2 separate regions of the Mus musculus genome follow, and region 1 is linked to region 2. Evidence: chromatin contacts called from public promoter capture Hi-C data. All regions are on one chromosome and are shown on one strand. Each heading gives the region's core, a stretch centred on a gene start, on an enhancer-like site or on the middle of the called end of the contact. The rest is flanking DNA. Distances are from core to core; before and after follow the strand shown. Region 1 overlaps Ano2 (anoctamin 2). Region 2 holds the start of Ano2 (anoctamin 2).

The links. Promoter capture Hi-C pulls out the DNA fragments that hold promoters and counts their contacts.
Region 1: a promoter capture Hi-C map of hippocampal neurons shows a contact between it and region 2, with 2.0 times the contacts expected there. The contact joins the enhancer-like site here to the promoter of Ano2 in region 2. A contact is called at or near these places in 4 of 39 promoter capture datasets (hippocampal neurons, second pharyngeal arch cranial neural crest, stem cell-derived epiblast-like cells and 1 more), 1 of 115 datasets of contacts at active chromatin or transcription factors (embryonic stem cells) and 1 of 9 other capture datasets (embryonic stem cells).

What each region holds. Positions count from the first base shown.
Region 1 is chr6:125,849,178-125,856,705 of GRCm38.p6, reverse strand. The region is part of intron 10 of Ano2 (anoctamin 2); the gene reads right to left. Among named protein-coding and RNA genes, the nearest start is that of Gm24947, 31 kb to the left of the region's middle. Within about 2 kb of position 5,290, at least 1 of the 459 cell types and tissues checked has an H3K27ac peak or open chromatin away from gene starts, as enhancers often do. A contact at or near this core is called in hippocampal neurons, where this site is marked.
Region 2 is chr6:125,688,452-125,695,765 of GRCm38.p6, reverse strand. It overlaps Ano2 (anoctamin 2), which reads right to left and starts at 5,147. Exons shown (of 25, transcript NM_001364562.1): 1 at 5,022-5,147. The coding sequence starts at 5,043.

The DNA of each region.
Region 1 (7,528 bases), core at 4,041-6,540, 160 kb before region 2:
TACTGCCTCCCACATTGCAAAATATGATATTATAGTTCTCTATATCATTATTTAGGAAAAGTCCGCAGTATGATTTCTATTGAACTCATGTCATTTTCACAGCATCGTGAACTGAAAAAACAAAAACAACAACAAAAAAAAACATTAAGCCGAACTATTGTAAGTCAGAGGCCATGTGGAGTGACACCCATATCCCTGTTTTAATAAATGAGAAGACAACTAGCCATAAAGTCGGGAAGACATTAAAGCCAGCCTAAGGCAAGCCAGTCTAATTTACATGTATAGAATTTTCTACCAAATAACAACAGCTACTTACCCTTCTCAATACTCAGTCAGGAAGATAGACCAGATTCTGAGCCATAAAATGAATTTAACAAATGTGATTGCTTGAAATAATAAATATTTTGTTCCATGACCACAACTAAATTAAACTGAAAATGGCCAGGAGAGTGATATGTGGGGGAAATCCCCAAAGAGTTGGAAATTAAACAATGCCCTTCTAAACAACTCACGGATCAAAGAAGACATGACAAAGACAACAGGAAAATATTTCAACTGAGTGAAAACCACAACACACCAAACTTTGCATGGTGCCATCAGAACCGTGTTTAGAGGGAAAGCTAAGGCATTAGATACTTGAATTTGAAACACAGTGTTTTGAGTTAGTAACCTGAGCCTCTCCCTCAACTAGAAAAACAAGCAAGGGGAAGGGAGTGGACACAAATGCATAAATCAATAATCGTGTTACCAACCAACTCAATTTATTTATATTCAATTGTGGAAGTCAAATAGATGTGCAAGAACTGCATCTTGTCTATGAGATGTCTGCTAGCACCTTTGGGGACACAAAAGAGCCCAGAACACAGCCTCTGGAACAGCAAGGGCTGCATAGGCACGCTGCTCCTGCCATTCCCTGAGATGGAGTCTCCATTTCTCTTACCTTTGTTTACCCTCATTTCAAATTTTGTTAGTATGAAAGTTAGATGAGCTAGGTTTATGAGAGCATTGTAGATAAACACATGCTAATGGTTACTGGGCATATCACTTCACTCTGGATTAACATGAAGAACTTCTGCTCACACACAATGACTGAGGGACACTGCAGGCAACATACTGGGGAAAGATGTTCTCATGAAGATGGTCAACACAGGGTGTCTAAGCTAAAGTATACAAAGGACTTCTACCTGTCAGTAAGAAAAAGACAGATGACCCAACTGAGAAGTGAGCAAAAGACTTGAAGATAACACTGAATAGAATAAAATAACCAGTTGACCAATAAATACAAAAGGTTTAATTTGTTGGTTTAATTCCATGAAAAATGCCAACAGGGTGAAGTCCAGAGACAACCTCTGTTTCCAACCCTACCCCAGCCCATCAGCCTGACGGGTGACAGGAATAATTTTGACCTTTCTTCTGACCCGTTTAAGACACTGAAATGACCGTTTGATTTGGAAAGCATCTGCCACACAAGTGCGGAGCCCTGAGCTAAAGCCTCAAATCCCACCCTAAAAAAGAAAGTCAACAACACAGTGCACACTTATAATAAACTTATAACCAATGCTGGGGTTATGGGGATGGGGAGACTTCCAGCCACAAAAGCCAGGCAAGCCAACAAAACTCCCTCCCTGGTAAGACCCAGGGATGGGACTAACACTGTTCTTAAATTCTAATTCTTTATGTCCTTCTTTATACATTTCTCTGGGACAATATAAGTGGACTGCAGTTTGTAAGGAGCCAATATTAAAGAGCAATGAAGGGAGTGTGACATTCATTTAGTAGTATTGCATGCCCAGCCTTGAGTGGAGAACTTCGTGGTAAGTATGCCTGCCCTCTCTGCTTTCTGAACCTTAGAAAAGCAAGTTAACATTAGTGTAAGGCAAAAGTTAGAATTGCATGTGCAAAAACAGTCCAGGTTGACTCAATAGCTTCTATTGTACACTGAATATGCGTTCTATCCCTCAAAGATTATGGTTTAAATCCATGGTTCTCAGTTGGTGGTGAAACTTAGGGATGAAGCCTAATTGAAGAAGTAGGCCAATGGGATGGGTCCTTAGGGTATGTTATTCCTGGTCATGCCTGACTTTCTCTTTGCTTCCTGATGAGTCACGAAGAGCACAGTTCTCCTCCACATGTTCCTGCCACTATGGTATTCTGCCCATATGCAGTGCCACTTAAACATGGACAGAGCCCCTGAAACTGTGAGTTACAGTAAACCCTTGCTCTCTAAAGTTGTTTCCGTCAGATATTTTTTCACTAGTAGTTTCTTTGGTCTACCTCTCAGTCAACTTAAAAAGTCAGAGTGTTATCTTTTCTCTCAAGGGTGCCCCCATTATCTGGTTCACATAACAGTTTTTAGGCAAAGGGGGAAGCGAACTGCTACTGTGGATAGAAGAGGGTAGGAAACCTCACTCTCAGCAGAGACCATGGTGTGAGACACTCACTGTCTGGACCTTACAGTCCCAAGCCTGTCTCATTTCTACTACTCATAGACAGTGGTTCCAAATCTTGGCTATTAGGAATCATGTTCCAATAAACATGCATATGCAGGTATTTATGTTATATTATGACTTAGGTTTCTTTGCGTATATACCCAAAACTGGTATAGTTGGGTCATATAGATCTATTTTTAGATCTTGGAGAGCCTTTATAATAACTTCTATAACCTGAATCATAGCCCAGGGTGAATGGCCTCTCTGCTTCTCTCCTCTCCCTGTGATGTCTTTTTGCATAGAGTTGAGAGAATTCTTTCACAATTCCATCAGGTGTGACATTCCTCTTCCTAAGATAATTTTCTTTTTCCCATATAAAAAATAAAACACCCCAAATTATTTTCCTGACCTATAAGGCCTCATTTGACCTGGAGCCCATCTTCTGCTCTGCTCCTAACAAGTGGGGCTCCATACTATTCCTTAAACACACTACATCTGTTCCTACCTTGGGGTCCAGGCCATTGCTTGTGCCTCTGCTCATTTCTTCACTTCTTCTGGCTAACCCAAACCACCTCCGACAGCCCTGTGCACTCATCCCACCTCAGTGGCACCAAGCTCACTCCTAATGTAGCTCACTACCCTACCCTCTTTCCTCCGTTTCTGCTTTACTCCATCTCCACGGTTAAGATGGAAGCCCCCATGAAAGTGGAGACTTCCCGTCCTTTAGTGCCAAGAGTATGCCAGATACCTCACAGAAGCACAGTGTTTGTTTAATGGATGCCCAGCTTGTCACACAGAGAGGGGGAAGACAGAGAGGAGGTGCATACAAAAATTGCCAGGATGAACTCTGATTTGTATGAACTCTGAGGGCATCGTACAGTATGTAAGACAATAGAGCTAACATGAACTCAGGGTCCAACTCAAGGCCAGCTGACGTCAACCTGTCCTCTACCTATGACACGAGTCTTCTAAGTGACAGAGTAGATGAGAACATAGCCTTAAGCTTCCAAGATTAAACATCATTACCATCTATTTTCCATTTTAATAAAAGACTGGAAGGAAAACCAAGGATTGTCTAAAATGAATTTCTCCATCCAATAGTTTATAAAGCCCTTTGATTTCCAAAAAAAGGGTTTATATCACAAAGGCAGTGATGGTATCAGTTCCAATTTCTATTTGCAAAAAGTCAATAAATACAGCAGGTCTTTCAGCATCTTCTGTTTGAGTGAATAGCATGAGCTTCCAAGTGTGTGTCAAGTGGTGATTAGAGACACATGCTCGTGCCCAGCCCGCGATCACTTATCGCCTGGTGGTTTTGGCCATTTTACAGTGTTTTTATTCTCATCCTTAAATATTGCTTACTTCGTACCCAGGAAAAAAATCTTTAAATAAAGATGGAAACATAAGGAACACTGATGGCGAGATATAGCACTGAAGCGTAGAGCGTGGAGATGGGAAGAACAAACTCCACAAACTGGCCTGCATGAGGTATTCACAAAGAGGCATGTGTGCTGCTACAGTTTAGATCTGAAGTATTTCCGCGTGGTTCAGGCACTGAAGTCTTCATCTCCAGCCCATAGTAATATTGGGGGGCTTTAGGAGTTGAGGCCTAGAGGGTGGTCTTTGGGACACTGGGGGTAGTGTACTCTCAAATGAGATTGTAGGGCCTCTGTCTCCTTATTTTCTCATTATCTTAGGATTTGGTTATTATAATAGAAAGTAAATACTTGAATGTAACTCAAAAAAAAATCATACTACATGGAAAGGCACCTTTGTTCCGAAACACAGTGCTTAAAATGAAGGAAGATAATATGATCGTTGGACACAGTTGGCTGATCGATCGGTTATTGGGAGCTAAACTGACTCTATTCACCCTACTAGGAAGACCATACTAAGAAGTCTTTGCAATGGTAATCTAAACCTTTCTCTTTTGCTCATCATCTGGAGAGTGAAATCTACTTAGGTAAATCAGCCAGGTGTTTAACTCAAAAGGCAAACATAACAAATTTCTGTTTTTAAAGGCTGTACTTTTGATCAGATTTACAGTAGTAGGCATGGATTTCCTCCCATGGAACAGACCCCAAAAGCGATCATAAAGTAGTTGGTTCTCTCATAGTAGTCATGGCACTCTTGTATCAGTGCCTATCAGTACAGCATTCGGGCTCCAGCACTGCGTAAGATCACTGATCCATCTCCTTTCCAGGAAGCTTGAGTGGCACTTTCTGGCAGAACGAAAGCCAGCCAGTCAGCAGAGAGGACAGCTCCCTGTGGGCTAGAGCTTGATTTCTCTGTGTTCTGAAGCCATCATGTTTGGTGTCTTCAACAACAGTGTTTGTTACATAATTCTAGCAGGTAACCTACTGTCGTTATTTTGCTAAATGATCTTTTCAAGCAGCCTACTAGTTACATTTATACTCACAGACCTAGGCTATTCTCAACCTTGGTTAGAGACCTTTCTTTGTGCAGTGGGTAGCAATCAATGCTAAGCAGTCAGTGCCAAGATTCATAATTGATAAAAGTGTTAAAGAATCAATGACCCTTGAGTGCACATCCCTAATAGGACATTGTTATCAGCTCTTCACCTCCACCAAAGTTCATGGACTATCACTGAAGAAGATGCAGAAAGAAAGAGTCTGAGGATGGGGAGGACGTCTATAAACTACTGTCTTCTGGATGTACCATGTCCACTGCACTGATGAACTCATTGGAACCGTGGTTACCTACACAAGACCTGCACAAGATCAAGTCATCTAAAATTCCTGCATGGATGTGGGGGGGAGGGAGCCATAAGGCCGTGCTCATAACTGAGGAGCTATTTGAAGTTAATAGTTGCTGGGAGAAGGAGAATCATTCTTCATTGGGGTGTGCCTACAGATAAATTGGCCATACGCCAATGGATGGCAGACACCACACCCACTCACGTATGTTCAGTACTAGTTGGGCTTTGTATTTTTTTTTTTTTAAAGAAGAGGAGGATATTTCATTGGAATAAAAATGTGTCATTGGTATCTGGGTGTGTTAAGAAGGAAAATGGGGGCAGATATGATTACATTCATTTGACATTAAATTCTCAAAACTAAATTAAAAACAAAGTAAAATAAATGAACTATTTTATTATTTAAAAAGTGGGGCAGTTTGTCTACTTTCATGGTGAAATATGATAGTAAATTTGAATCTTTGTTTTATAGACATCGTTCTCCAAACGAAAGATGACATACTCTGGTATTTAAAAATATATGTTAGAATATCGTGGGTTCTTTCTTATATAATTTAATGTGAGAACATAAACATCATGTGCCACATTTGCTTAAAAAGGAATGCATTTGTCTTTATGAAGGGAGTTTTATATAAGATTGTCACTGAATTTAATCGTGTAATATCCAAATACATAACATTTCTACTTAAAGTCACATCCTCATAATATTCACACAATGTCCAAGGAGTCAGCCTCACTTTGGAAATGAAGTCCATGGGGATCCAGGGGACCCTTGTCCATATTCTTTGTGTCACAGAGCCTCACATCCACAGGCTGCACCAAGTGGCTCTCTGGGCTCTTTGACCTTTAGCTTGGCCAAGGAATTAGACAGTGAGGCCTTAATCATTTCCAGCTCTCTAGCTAAAAAGGAGCCAGTGTAACAGCTCCAACTGGGGGGTCATTTTAATCACCTGAGCATAGCTTCCTTTGGATTGTATATGCCTCCCTCTTCGTGCCCCTGAAGAAGCAGGGGTGCTAACTAACCATCTCCCTGTTTGCTGCTCTTTAGAGCACACTTTCCATCCCCTATTGGTTTTTACTGTCCTCAACTATCCTTATGTCAGGACCCCAATAGCACACAGTTCAAGTATCAAACATAAAATGTTATGAATGGAGTTGAAAGTTAGATCTCCTATAATTCTGTTCTTTTATAGAGTAAAGGAGCGTAGGTAAGGGATATTACAAGAGTTGTCAAAAATCACCACCAACAAGGCAGATCAACAAGGCAATGCCACAAACAGAAACCTAATCTTATGAGATAATAATAATAATAATATAATAATAATAATATATTAGCACCATCATTGCACCAGCAACAGCAATAGCAGCACCAGTTACAAAAAAATTGGGGGACAGATTTCAAAATTCAAAGTTCTTTAGCATGAGGATCCACAACTTGACCCTTATTTGGCAGATGGAGATATCAAAGCTAAGTAAATTTTCATCTAAGACAAGATTATTGACCATTATATCAGGAGTAGGAAAAGTCACCAAGGTTTGTTCCTTAGTGTGCACAAGATAAATTCCAGCTGCCTTCACACCCCTGGCTGAGTGCTTCACTTGGTATACAACCTTCACAGTACTTTCATACTGGCCTGGTTCAAATTCCCCAACAAATTAGTGACTCTGTTCAACAAAATGACCCTACCTTCTTGAATTTTTTTTTAATTTTTATTAGGTATTTTCCTCATTTACATTTCCAATGCTATCCCAAAAGTCCCCCATACCCACCCCCCACTCCCCTACCCACCCACTCCCCCTTTTTGGCCCTGGCGTTCCCCTATACTGGGGCAGATAAAGTTTGCATGACCAATGGGCCTCTCTTTGCAGTGATGGCCGACTAGGCCATCTTTTGATACATATGCAGCTAGAGTCAAGAGCTCCGGGGTACTGGTTAGTTCATAATGTTGTTCCACCTATAGGGTTGCAGATCCATTTAGCTCCTTGGGTACTTTCTCTAAGTCCTCCATTGGGGGCCCTGTGATCCATCCAATAGCTGACTGTGAGCATCCACTTCTGTGTTTGCTAGGCCCCGGCATAGTCTCACAAGAGACAGCTATATCTGGGTCCTTTCAGCAAAATCTTGCTAAGGTATGCAATGGTGTCAGCGTTTGGAAGCTGATTATGGGATGGATCCCCGGATATGGCAATCACTAGATGGTCCATCCTTTCGTCACAGCTCCAAATTTTGTCTCTGTAACTCCTTCCATGGGTGTTTTGTTCCCAATTCTAAGAAGGGGCAAAGTGTCAACAGTTTGGTCTTCGTTCTTGAGTTTCATACGTTTAGCAAATTGTATCTTATATCTTGGGTATCCTAAGTTTCTGGGCTAATATCCACTTATCA
Region 2 (7,314 bases), core at 3,898-6,397:
TTTTGTTATGGTGACGGGAAACTGACTAATACAAATAGTGAAGTGTAAAACAGCAGCTGTTTTCACAAATTCTGTTGCTTTTCGAGACTCCACATGGAATGTCCTACATCTCTGCGGCCAGGGTAGAGAAAGCTGCTTGATTTCCCCTTTCTAATGAATGGCAGCGGCCTTGCATCCAGTCTATACAGCAAGAACATCAAGTCACTTGAGCACAAATTACCTATCTTTTGTGACATCTAGCATCGAGATTTTTGGTGTGTAGAACCCATTCCTAGTACTATGACCAAGTCTCTAATGTATGTTCTGGAAGTTAAGGGGCCAAACGGAAGCCATGACAGTAGAAAGAACTGATACTGTTTGAGGCACACACTGCTTTTGTCGTCCTATGGGTTTGCCAGGTGTAATAGCTTTTCCTTCATGTGTAGTGACAGGCTTCGCTTGTTCATGGACTCTTGTAAAACCATGTAACACACTACCTGTGAGGATGACTACTCTACCAACAATGAACAATGACAAGTATTTCTGAGTTTGTTCAGAAATTGGAACCACCAAAATTCACTAGCAAGAATACACAATAGCACAGCCACTTTGGAAAATACTTGAGATTCCTTTTAAAAAAAAAGTTAGGTGGAATTGTCATGTGATCTGACGATTCTCCCAAGTACATACTCTAGAGGAAGAAAAACTAACTTTGTTCCTGAGGGGTCAAAGAAGCATCGTTTATAGTAGTCAAAAAGGAGAAACCCAAATGTCCATCAGCTGACAAATGGATTAACAAAGTGTAGTACATGCTTACAAGGGGACCCAGAGAAAGGAACAGAGAGTACTGATTTATGCCAGGAGGTAACTGAACCTTCAAAAGTTGTACTTAGTGAAAGACTCTGGACACCAAATGACGCAGAGCATAAGGTGGTTATGGGGTATATCCAGGATAAGCAAATCTATACGATAAAGTTAGATTACTGCTTTCCAGGGACCAGAGCGAGTGAGGGAAAGGTGTCCGACTATTATGGAGTCTATTATGAACTCGGTGGATATATGAAAACAAGCCCAGGGGAGAGGCAGGTTTTATAGCATGGGAATTATATATAGATACAGCTGTTATTTTTTTCCACATAGAATTCCTAGAACTGTGCATTTTCTTACCTCAGCCCAGTTAGTGAACAAAACAAAACAGATCAGTGAAACAAGTCGGAGAGCAGAGAAAAGATTGAAAAGCATTTAGCAAGCCTCAAGGACTCCCGGGACAGGATCGACCAGCCCAGCATACACATGGTGAGAGTTCCAGAAGAAGAAGAGAAAGAAGGGGGGACACCAAACACACTGCAGAACTGTGATCGAATCGTCATCACGTTGACAAATATAGTAACTTCTAGATCTCAGGATTTCAGCAAAGTTACCAAAAAAAAAAAAATGTACAAAGAAAACTAGAGCTGCGGGCATCACAGTTGAACTACTGGAAAAGTGGAAACCAAAGCTTATACAACTCACCGGGCTGAACGAGGCCTCACCTGAATGAGAACTAAAGTAGGAACTAAGGCTTGCTTCCCATCCAAAAGCTGCCAATCAGTCAGGGGACTCCTGTGAACTAACAAGGGAAAGCTAATTCTTATCATCCAGCCAAATGAGATAGCCTTCAAAACAGTGAACTGTAGACTCGGTTCAGCAAAACACATGCTGAGAGGATCTGTCACTGGCACAATGACACCCCATGAGGGACTAAGAATGGTCTTGGGGCTGAGAGGAGAGGTCAATCAATGGGTGGAAACCTGAATGAGAACAATCCCTGCTGGGTGTAGTAGTGTATGTTTGTAATCCCAGCACTGAGATAAGACAGTGCACACCTGATAACAGCCTGGACTACACAGCGAGTTTTAATAGTAAGACACTATCTCTAACAATGGGGGGGGAAATAAGTAGTTCCTGAGGAACGCGTCTGTCATATGAGAAACTGAGAGCCACTGGTCTACATGGAATATTAAATGGAGTTTCCTATAGACTATATACTTCCTTTCCAACTAGAGATTTGGCCACTTAGTCCATGAATCGTATAAACCTAATGGTTTACAATCAGCCATTTTAAACAAGTAACAGAAAGGGCCTGGAGAAATAGCTCAGCAGTTAAAAGCACTAGCTGCAATTCCAGAGGACCCAAGTTCAATCCCAGAACTCACATGGCGGGGATCTAATGACCCCCCCCCCAAGTCCCCACAGACACCATACATGCACATGGTACACAGATATACATGCAGGCAAAGCACTCGTACACATGAATAAAATAAAATTTAACAAAGCAGACTGGTAAGATAAGAATAAAACAGAAACATCTTCTATTTTAAATTATCAGAAGCCACCCAATAACTATCCATGAATAATACTCTCTAAAACCTACTAATGGGTGTTAGAGATTTGGCTCAGCAGTAGAGCTTAGCAGGTGGAAGGCCTTGGGTTTTGTCCCCAGCATTGCAAAATAAAATAATAAAATAAAATAAAATCTATTACTAAAACTACAGCTCTTTATATTGGGCAACATCTTATATAAGCATCGATACAAAGTGTTTTAAGGCAGATCCTTGATATAATCTCTACGCTGATCTTAAACTCATAGTTCCTCTGCTTCAGCCTCTGGGTGCTGGGATTATAGGCATATGCTATCAGACCCAGCTTATAACATTCGTTTTAAAGTTTAATGCTGGTCTCCTTTTATAGACAGCGAGGGCCATGTGACTTACTTCCTTTTCTGACTTGTCAGAAAGTTCATACATTTTTCTCAATGACAGTAGCTATTCTTAGTCTAGCCAAGTATATAGCCCTAGCCTGTCTGGCCTTAAGCCCCTTAAATAAACTACCCATGCTGATTTCAGGTCAGAAGCAGTGCCAGGAAGCAGCCCTCCCTGCAATATGACCACAGCATTTGACTAACCCCCTTGCAATACCAATACCCACTGTAGCAGCCCCAGCCTCATCTGCATCTCCCATTCTCCACTACTGACATCCACACTCCCTGCTAATGACTTCTTTTAAATAGAACAAAAGCAATAAGGTGAGTTGGTGGGGGAGATCTGTGGTCCAAGAGCAGCTTCATCCTTCAATGACAGAGTCTGGTGAGCGAGTGATCACAGGCATGGTCCTTAGCTACTCTGAACATCAGGTTTGCCTTCTGTGAAGTGAGCTGAGTACTGACCCACACACACCCCCAGAGCTATTATGTCAGTCATCTGCTAGTTTGGGGTACGTTGGAGTGCTTGATAAAGAATAGCCTTCATTTTCCTTTGGATACAAGAACATTTGGCCTCAGATGTAAGACACAATGTCAGACTCATCCTTACCACTTACCCCAACCCTATCCCTGACCCTGACCCTGACCCTGACCTCCTGATCACACTGCTCCAGCCACTGGCTGCCCCTTGGTCCTTGGACAACCCCATCACTTTCATGCCATGAGTCCTATGATCTCTTTGCTAACCATTCTCTAGGTATCTCCATGTTACCTATTTAGAGAGGTCCTCCTTAACCACCTGGCCACAAGTAAAGACCAGCAGAGATGGAAGCTCTTTTGTACCAGCCCCTCCCCCCAATCTCGAGCTGTCAAATTCATGGTTTCCCTGTGCTCTAGACATCTCATGTGCAGGATGGGATAGAAGGCTTCTCTCATCCGGCAGAAATGAGCCACTGAATAGATGGGATTAAAAAAAAAATCAGATCCTCAGAAAATAAGAGAAGAGCTGGACCTGGGTTGGTGTCTGGAACCCACCCCCAACCCCCGTTCAACCTCTTCAATCAGCTACCACTGTGGTGCTAAGACACATAGAGGCAACCAGGGGACAGAAGAGGCTGCTGAACAGGGCCTTCCTGGGGCTTCAGAGACCAGCATGGCAGTGCCTGGCAGAACAGTAACAGAACCACATGGGCCCTTGATGTCTAGCAGCTGGTGCAGAGTGACCCTGAGGTTCCTTGAGGGGACTGGTGTCAGGTCTCAAAATTCAGACAGGTGAAGGGATCAAAGAGTGTCACTGTCATCTTAAGAAACAGTTTCTACAACTCTAATACATACACACTCATTCACTCACACACACACTCATTCACACATATACATACACACACTTATATATACACACATACATATACACACATACATATACACACTCATACACACACATATACATACTTATACACACAGTCATATACACACATACTCATACACACATATACATACATACTCATACACAAGAACATAAACACATATACTCACATGTGTACACATATACACATATGTACATACTCATACACACATCTTGTCTAAGATTCTCCTACCACCTGCCACTTGCCTGTGGGCTAACGTCTGACCATCCTCAGTAGGACCTCCCTCCCTGGCCAGGGCCCACATAATCCCTGGAAATATCTGTTTGTAGGACTATGACTAACACTTGCCTGCAAATCCCTTCACCTTGTTCACTCCCAAGCCACAGGCACCTCTCATTCCAACTCCAACAACAAAATAGCCAGCAACTCCCACCCCAAGCAAAGACAAGCTCCCAATAGATCTGATTTTCAAGGCACAGTAAAATAACATCCTTGGTGCCCCCAAACCTTACCTCAGTCTGCCTTTCTTCTAAAAAAAACACTTGTGAAAATGTCATACCTGTACTTGCCTGCACCCAAGGAAAGTGGCTCGTGTCAGAGGCCACAGGGATGCTGTGTCCTCAGTGCACTGTCAGATCAACCTGGCTACGGTCTTACTTACCCTCAGATTATATGTAGCAAGGAGAAGCAAAGTAGAACTGGTGACCAGCCACTGAGAGGGGACACCAGCCCTCTGCCACTTGTCCCCTCCTTGATAAAATATGTAAATAAAAATAAGACTTTAGAGAATTACTCAGGCACCCTCACCTTCCCTACCTCAGGGAAGTCCACTTGACGTCACTCATCCCAAAGAACAGGTGTTAGAATCCCTTCTCTTCCACATCTTCCTTCAATTAGTGGGATGCTGAGAGCCAGGGTCCTGGGGAGGGGAAACTTACCTCGCAGCCCAGGGGCCGCCATGGTGCTGGTCCCCAGATGCCAAGCCCCTTGGCTGCCCTCGCTCCACTCTGGATAGGCTTATGTGGCTGCCAGGGAGTTAATTCCATCGCGGCTCAGCTCTGTCTGGACGTGCCCGCCCCTCGCCAGCGGCTGCCACCTCCTCCAATCCATCCCTCTCCCTGGGCAGTTCCCTGCGCTCCTCCTTCGCAGAGACTAGCCCAACTTCCAGAAAGGATCCCTTTCTCAGGTGCAGCCAGAGACACGCTGGGGTCATGCATGGGCTGCGGGCCAGGGAGTAAATGCTGCTGGCGCTCCTCCACTCCACTCAGGAGCCTGAGTGAGCGCCACACAGCCGGGCTCGCCTGTGATAATTCAGCCGGATTATCTCATGAACTGCCTGGCTGATTAGTTTCCAGTCCCCAGCGAAGCCTCCTTCCTGTGGCACCAGTCTGCCGGCTATAGCCCTGAGTAGTAGTAGGGACTTAAACAGCAAGATGAGGCTACTCCGGTCTGGAGGGGGTGGGGGGAAACATGCAGCCCCGAGTGTACACAAGGACAAGGGGCAGAGGGGAGAGGGCATGTGTTAATTTGAGCTTCCCCAGGAGACTCTAGGGCAGTGAGGAGTGTGCCTAGAATTTAAAAGCTGTGAGACAAGAGTGGTGTGTGCTTTCCTAGAGTGGCTTAGGGACCTGACCATGGACAGAGGAGGGGTGAAGAGAAAGCCTCCAAAGGGCCATTTCCAGGATGTGAGCTACATTCCAAGATGCCAGAAGCAAATGACGCTCCTTGATGTTATGCCTCCTCCTCGGTGGGAAAGCATTACATCAGCATCAAGTACGCTGTTTGTGATCGCTGAATCTGAGAGATGTCTGTCCCCTGTTTTACAGAAGACAGTGGCAGAAACCCAACCAAATGGAAAGAAAACAGAAAGCATCGTGGTCCAGCCTCGAGGATTAATGGCTGGTGTCTATCTAAACCTCTTGACTTCGGGAGTCTCTCAAGTGCTTTGCTTTGCCCAGCATTCATACTTCAGTCTCAGCCTCCAGTCTATGAGGCAGTGACTTCCATTTATCCATTTCACACATGAAGCGTCCACAGTCTGTGTGCCCCAGGTTCCAAAGCGGGCTGCCTGCTCTGGTGTCCCAGCTCAGAACACCTTGCAGTTTCGCATCTCCCTCTTTTTCCCTTCGTTCTCCTTCCTTCACCTGCTTCCTGCTTCCAGGGACCCTTCTCCATGTCATCTCCACTCCTAAATTACTAAAAAGGCACTCGCCTGCTATCCATCCCTCTTCCATCCTCCCACAAGGAGTTTTTCCATGACACCCCCTAAAACATGTTTAAGGGCTACCCTAGTTACTTTTCTGTTGTTTGTTTTGTTGTGGTGGTTGTTGTTGTTGTTGCTGCTGCTGCTGCTGCTGCTGCTGCTGCTGCTGCTGCTGCTGCTGCTATTTTAAAGCAGCTGGGGAAGAAAAAGTTTATTGAACATACATAAACTTCCAGGTCACAGTCCATCATTGAGGGAAGTCAGGGCAGACACTGAAGGCAAAAACCCCAGACACAAGAACCATGGAGGAACACTGTTCCAGGCTCTCTCTAGTTCAATTCAGCTCTGTGAAGACCCAGCTGCTGGGGATAGTGTTACCCACAGTGGGCTGGGCCTTCTGACATCAGGCATCAATCCAGACAGTCCCCAGCAGACAGAACCACAAGCCAATCTTACTTGGGCCATCCCTCAATTAAGAGTGCCTCAGATGACTCTAGGCTATGATAAGTTGTCAGGTGAAGCTAAGACTCTGTCTCATTTGGTCTAAAGGTGACCATAAAAATAGGGTCCTTAGTATCAAGGGCAGACTCTGCCCTTAGGAAACCTTTAGGTAAAGGAACACAGACATGCACAGAGACATACATGTGCACTAGTTTTTGTCAACCTGACACAAGCTAGAGTCATCTGGGAAGAGAGAACCTTAATTGAAGGATTGCCTCCAGAAGATTGCCTTTAAGAAAAATCTGTGGGGCGTTTTCTTCATAAATGATTGATGTGAGAGGGTCCAGCCCACTGTGGGAGGTGCCAATCCTAGGCAGGTAGTGTTGGCTTCTTGAAGAAAACAGGCTGAACAAGCCATGGGAAGCAAGCCAGTAAGCAGCGCCCCTCTGTGTGCTATATAATCAGCTCCTACCCAAAGGTTCCCAACTTGCGTTCTTGCCCTGAACTCCCTTCATGATAGACTATGAGCTGTAAGCTGAACTAAAAACCCTTTCTTGGGGAGCTGTTTGATCCCAGCAATAAAAAGC